Linked DNA regions of Hordeum vulgare: region 2 is linked to region 1. A link is a contact called in public Hi-C data. All regions are on one chromosome and are shown on one strand. The core of a region is the stretch at or near the end of the contact, and the rest is flanking DNA. Distances in the headings are between cores, read along the strand shown.

The links. A called contact is a pair of places that touch in the nucleus more often than the background predicts.
Region 2: a contact with region 1 is called in a Hi-C map of leaf, with 4 times the contacts expected there. The contact joins the promoter of LOC123412479 here to the promoter of LOC123410525 in region 1. A contact is called at or near these places in 3 of 6 Hi-C or Micro-C datasets (leaf and seedling).

Annotation. Positions count from the first base shown.
Region 1 is chr7H:165,575,662-165,579,033 of MorexV3_pseudomolecules_assembly, forward strand. LOC123410525 (heat shock protein 81-1) reads right to left here and starts at 1,689. Exons shown (of 3, transcript XM_045103473.1): 1 at 1,404-1,689. The coding sequence starts at 1,529.
Region 2 is chr7H:165,748,468-165,751,927 of MorexV3_pseudomolecules_assembly, forward strand. LOC123412479 (laminin subunit beta-1 variant-like) reads left to right here and starts at 1,641. Exons shown (of 2, transcript XM_045105426.1): 1 at 1,641-2,319. The coding sequence starts at 1,959.

The DNA.
Region 1 (3,372 bases), core at 439-2,938:
AACCAGTAAATAATGGACATAAATCAAAGTTTTGAGACAGCTAATGCATTACAGGAGTATCAGCCTTTACTTTTATTTATCATAGATGTAGATTACATATATGCAATAACCTAGCAACCATCCAAAATCTAGTTTGAATCATAAGTGTAAGTACTCTCTCCGTTCCTAAATATAAGTCTTTTTAGACATTTCACTAGAGGGCTACATACGGAGCAAAAAGAATGAATCTATACTCTAAATTATATCTATATACATCCGTATGTAGTCCTTTTAGTGAAACATCTTAAAAGACTTAGGAACGGAGGGAGTACATGCTTTTCAAGGGTTAACCCAGTAACACAAAACCATATTTAGCAAAAAAAAAAGTCAAAAAATCATGCTACCAGCCATGTACTCCCTTCATCACAGTTTATAAGGCATGTACGTATATCTAGGTTGTCAATTTGACCAACTTAATGAAAGGCATATATTGCAAAAAATATATCATTAAAAACTTTAGATATTCTATTTTGTAATGATATAATTTTTATGTTAAACAATATATTTTATATAAGTTAAGGCATGTACGTATATCTAGGTTGTCAATTTGACCAACTTAATGAAAGGCATATATTGCAAAAAATATATCATTAAAAACTTTAGATATTCTATTTTGTAATGATATAATTTTTATGTTAAACAATATATTTTATATAAGTTAAATTGACAACCTAGATACACGTGCACACCTTATAAACTGTGACGGAGGGAGTAAAGTACATGGGAATTCGAATTTAAAGCTCTGGTATGCAGGTGACAGTATATAGGAGAATTAGGACACCAGGGGCAACCAAGCCTTGAGACTGTTTTACAATTTATAAAGCCTAGCCGCATATAGGAGAATTTATAATGCAAGTGCAGCGCTTCCAAAGCTTTTATAACAGTCTAATTAGCTCTGGTATCTGAGTTCCGCACGTGCGACAGTACATACAGGGATTAAACAAAGGTATAGCTACGTTCTACTCACTACTACCTCGTATAGGAAAATTTACGATGGAAGTAATGATGTTCCCTAAGCTATTATAACAGTCAACTAACACTAATCAATGTAGATTTATGACAGTCGATTAGCACTAATCATGGAGATTCGCACGTGCGACAGGACAGAGAACAAACAAATGTGTGGCTACGCTCCACTCACAGAGTATCGGAAGTGCGACAGGACAGAATATCGCATAAACCGCGGATTCGTCGATGGATTTGAAATCCCTTCCACTAACCGTCGCGAACCGACAAACACACGCGATCTACTGAACATCGGCAAGGCGAAGGGCCGTATCGCGCACGGATCTAAACAGAGCCGCGAATCAGAGCATTACAGGGGAAAGGGAACGGAGGGCGGGAGCGGGAGCGGGGAAGCTTACATCGGAGGCGTTGGAGATGAGCTCGCGGAGGAAGATCTCCTTGTTGGAGTAGAAGGTGTTGATGATGAGCGAGAGCAGCTGGTTGATCTCCGCCTGGAAGGCGAAGGTCTCGGTCTCTGAGGCCATGGCGCCGCCGGCAGCGGAAGCTCCTGGAACGCAGGCGCGCGCGGAGTCGACGAGGGTTGAGGGGAGGGAGAGGGGATGGCCTAGGGTTAGGGCTTTGGAGCGGGGTTCTCGGGCTCTGGGTCGCGAGGATGGAGAAGGCGGGCGCGGTGGGGAAGGTTATATAGTCGGAGGAGGGGCTCTCGAACGTTCTACCAGGTGCGTGAAGGGGAGACGACGGGGGTTGGGGGCTCGGGACGACGGGGCTGTGGGGCCGGCTAATAGGATGGTTTGGTCCGCATGTCAGTTGGCTGGGTTTAGGCGCCTTGTCGTTTTATTTTTTTATTGTGCTCCTGCGGTAGTACTCTGGAAGGTTCCGGAGATCGGAGGGAGTGAGTTTAATACAGGACCCAATAGTTCATGATTATTATAGCCGTAGAAAAAGGACTCCATATTTAGCACACCGAGCAGGTCACACTGACTAATTTTTCTTGCTAATCTGTTAATTTTATTGCAGGTCTGTATGAATTCCATGCAGACTTTTTTATTTTATTTTAAACCTAAGACTATTCATAGTGGCAGGAACATAGAACAAGTACAATAATTGTCTTATAACCGGGAGCGGATTAGGAGCACTCGGGTGCTCCAACCCCTATATTTAAAAATAATTTAGCAATTCAAAAAAGGTAAAAAAATCTTAAAACTTTTTTAAAATTCAATATGACTAGGTAATGTACTCATATAAAAAATCATCAAGGAATTATTTCCATTGACTTCAAGGTAAAAAAAAATATGACGACAATATGACATGAATAGTATTTTATCTAGCCTTTTTTGGAAAATCTTTGACTTGGGATGCAATGAAAGTCATTCCCCGTTTAATATTTTTATACGAGTGTAATACTTAATTATGTTTGATTTCATAAAAAGTTTCATGTATTTTTGAATTTTTTGAATTACTAAATTATTTTAAAATATTGGGGGGCCTAGCACCCGAGAGCTTTTATGCACTTTCGCCTTATAGCCTGCTTACATGGCATTTTCGTCTATATGAAGAAGAGGGATGAAAAAGTAAATATAGTGGACTTTCATGCAAGAGCCTAGGTATATACGTACTTTTAATCAAATGCAATAAATACGAAGAAAGAGATGGGCATAAGGTGGAAAAAAGTACTATTCTTATGGCCAACCTTATAGCTAATATTGTTGTATGTGTGGCAATAAATAGTGAGTATATATGACACATCAACATCATATAGTCGACAATTGGCTATACTATTAACCATGCTCATGGATGTCACTTAAGGAAAAAAGATGATGTGACAGCTAATTAACGAGAAGAAAGATAAATTGAATAATATAGCTGGTAATTACTCACACTATAAGTAACATCACACATACCAAAATAAAATGAGTCTACAACCTTTTTCTTAGGAAAACAAGAACTTTATTCATTAGAAACAACCAAAACATTGTTTATGAGTAACATTACAATTCCATCTAATGGTTCTTCACACCATTCAAAAATCTGAGAAAATCTTGCTAGTCTAACGAGCTCATGAGCAACTTTATTTGCTTCTCCATTACAATGTTCGATTCTAGTAACTACAAAATCACACGCGTAATGAAAACGGTCATCGAATATTGCCGTCGTCGAACCTGCAGATCGTCCTCCATCCTTTATTGTCTCAATAACCTCCATATTGTCCGAGTTAATAATAAGACGATCGCAACACGCCCTTTGCGCCAGTGTTAGGCCAAATTTGAACGCCAATGCTTCAGCCATCAATACGTCAGCACAATAGCCAATCTTGTTGTTTCCTCCTGCAATAAATCTTCCTTTATCATCTCTAAGGACTGCCTCATC
Region 2 (3,460 bases), core at 391-2,890, 170 kb after region 1:
CGATCAGCTGATCAACTTTCATGTTGAAAATAATTTGATCTGACTTACGGATTATTTTATATTAATTTTCAAAGTTTTATTAATTATTTAGGAATTAAAAACAGATTTAGCTATTTTAATAAAATCCCATTATGACATCATCGCGATGTCATGCTGACATCAACATTTGACTGGTCAACTGACCAGCGGGTCCCGAACGTCATAGGCACAAGTTTTAATTAAGACTAAATATTATTTAATCAGATTAATTTAGTGGGGGACCCACGTGTCATACTCTAATTATTCTAATTAATTAATTTTAACTAATATATCTATTTATTTATATAATAAAAACATTATTTTTTTATTATTTATATTAACTATCGCGTGGGGCCTCCCTGTCATAGACAGCGGGTGCGTTGGCCCCACCGGTAAGTGACCCTAGGCCAAAAACACATTTTTAATCACAAATACATAACCATACAAATGTCGTATTTCTCCACATGCCTATATACGCAAATACATACATAAATACGGGTATCAAATACATACATACATACGGAATACAACATTTGTTTTTTTATTTTCACTCAAAACTCTCATCTCCCTCTCTCTGTTAACAAATATAACACAAAGGTTCTTTGCTAACTCCACATAGAAGAACCAAATGTTCAATCCTTCCTACCGGAGTCTACCATCGACTGATCGAAGCCTCGTTTGCCGGAACGGAACCGGGACGGCGAGGAGAACGACATGGTGGGAGGAGCCCGAGGAGGGGCTCACCGACGTTGACGGGAGGGGCCGGTGAAGCCGGAGTTCGCGGGAAGGGGCGGAGGAGACGGCGTGGAGGCGGACGAGGCGGTGACGGTGACGGCGTTGTTCCGGTGGTGAAGGGGACGGTGACGGCGCGGTTCCGGCGAGGAAGAGGTGTAGGGGAGGCCCGATGGGGGAGGGGCTCGCCGGCGTGGTGAAGGGGCCGAGGGGGCCTGTCTCCCTGCCCGGTCCCTCCTGGACCGAGCGGGGGGAAGGGGGGCGCGACGGGGGAAGGCCCCTGGCCAGGGTCGGCCGACCAGGGAGGTCCCCGGGAGGGCCTCGGCCGCCGGAGGTGTTGGAGGTCCGGCCGACCGGGGGGGGGTCCTCGGTGAGGAGAGGCAGGGGGGCCGCCGGCGGGGAGGGGAGGAGGTGGAGAGGCTCGGGTGAGAGGGAGGCCGTGGGGGCTCGCCGGCGGGAGGAGGAGGAGGGATCTGGGGGGCGACGGGAGTTACGGGAGAGAGAGGGAGCGAGCCCCTCGTGTGGAGTTGTCGGTGGGAGGGGTGGGACCGAGGGGGAGCGTGGGGGGTGGCGGTGCTAAGGGGAGGGAGAGGGAGCGATCCAGGGAGGGCTCCCTCGCCAGGGGGGCGCTAGGGTTTGAGCGGGAGTGGCCGGCTCGGCCACCTTGGCCTAGTCGGGCCACGGGGGAGGGTCTGATTTCTTTTTTTTTTTTTGAATTTCTTTTCTTTTCTTTCTTTCATTATTTATTTTACTATTTGATTTTTCTTCTTAAATACCCTTTTTTTATATACTTATATTCTTTTGATATTTAACATGAATTTATAAAATACTTTTCTTTTGATTTCAAATTTTGGATCCGGACAAACTCGAATCAACGCGGGTGTGAGATGGGAATTCGATGACGTGGCATCATTAACGGTTGATCATTGTGGCTTAATTACAATAATTACTGTTGCAAAAGTAGAGGATGTCACAAAATCCCACCCCGGATATGTTCACGCCACCAACCGGACATGTCCGGCGACCACAGCAGCGCCCGCACCCGAGCTCCTCCACTGCGCTGCACCACACCACGACAGCCGTGGCCGGCACCGCACGCGCCCCAGCCCTGCCTCCCGCACCATACATCTCCTCGTCGCTGCCTTGCCATCTCCACCTCACACGAGCGTGCGCCGTCATGGTGATGCCATGGCCGTCGAAGATCCTCCATGCCCGCTGCGCCCCTCCGCCTGGGCCTCGCCGCCGGCCCGGATCCAGTGGGAAACTTCCGGAGTAGGTCCCCGTCGCCCAGATCCGTCCGTCCCCATCGCCCAAGGTCGCCACCTCGTCGGCGCGGCACCCCGCCGCCTGCACCCACCGTCATAGACGGTGCCCCGAGCACCGCTCGCGTTGACACTGTCGGGCGCTCGCTCACGCCAGCACCCCCTCGCATGGGCCTCGCCCCGGCTTGCCTCGCCATGGGCCGCGCCTCCAGCCAGCCGAGCCGTCGACCCAGCCGTGCCCCCCTGCTTGGGCCGCTCAGGCGTCGGCCCATCTGCTCCCACGCCAACCTAGGCCATGGCCCGCAAGGTGAGCCACCCACCCTCGTGTTATATGTCGTGTTGTGCACAGTATTTTTATCCGACGCCCTGTGCACTGTGTTGATTCGGCATGTATCCTTTTTTTGTGTTGTGTGCGAATTTTGTTAATTAACGAGTGATTACAAAATAAATGCATATGGTTAAATGCTCATATAGTCATATTTAATTAACAGTGCATCGGATGAAAATATTTTAGATATGTAAAATGGCCAGAATTTTGTTTACATTAATAATATCCAATTTTCATGCATGTTAAAAAAAATTAACTTGTTGTTTTAATTAATTTGCATAAATGCCATGTAGAAACGATTTATGTCATAACTAATTAACCGTAGCTCCGATTAAAATGTTCCACATATGTAACTTGACTAGAAAAATGTGTAGAATAACATGATATCATTTATTTTCAGGTTTAACAACTCTAAAATTGTGTTTAAGCAGATCTGTAGCAAATTTAAAATTACGTATGGGGAATTTCCGGAATTGTTGTTCGTTGCCTCATTTAAACTTGCTTAGGATTTTAGGTAGTTTCATAATATCTTGTTGCATCCATGTTTAATATGTTGTGGTTGTCATTTGCATGCATTTTACATCCATGTCATATTATCTTGTGATGATCATATCTTTTAGACCGTAGCTCCGTTTTAAATGATCTATATATGCAAATCGACTAGAATGACGTGTAGAATCACATGGTCCACTTTATTTTGTTGTTTAATAAATATAAAATATGTTTAGTACAGGTCTGGACAGATTTCAAAATTAACATATGGGGTCATTTTGGAAATGTTATATATTGTTTCCGTTCTCTTTTAAAATGTCTAGATAGTGTAGTTTATTTATGCTTCACCTCTTGCCATGTTTAATAACATTTAACATTGTTGAGTATCTAAATGGGAGTGAACTAAATAATTCAAATATGTAATTTCGTCAATATGCAACGAGTTGCATATTGAGCTTCATTTAATGTGTTGTATTAATTGTTTTGCTTTGCCATGTCCTACATAATTGAAATGGAGATGCATCATAACTCTTTCACATCATGTCATGCATATGTCGTGGTTTTTATTGTGTGTTGATTGTTGTTTCTGGATTGCTTCTTCTCGATAGAGTTCCGCAAGCGTGCCAAA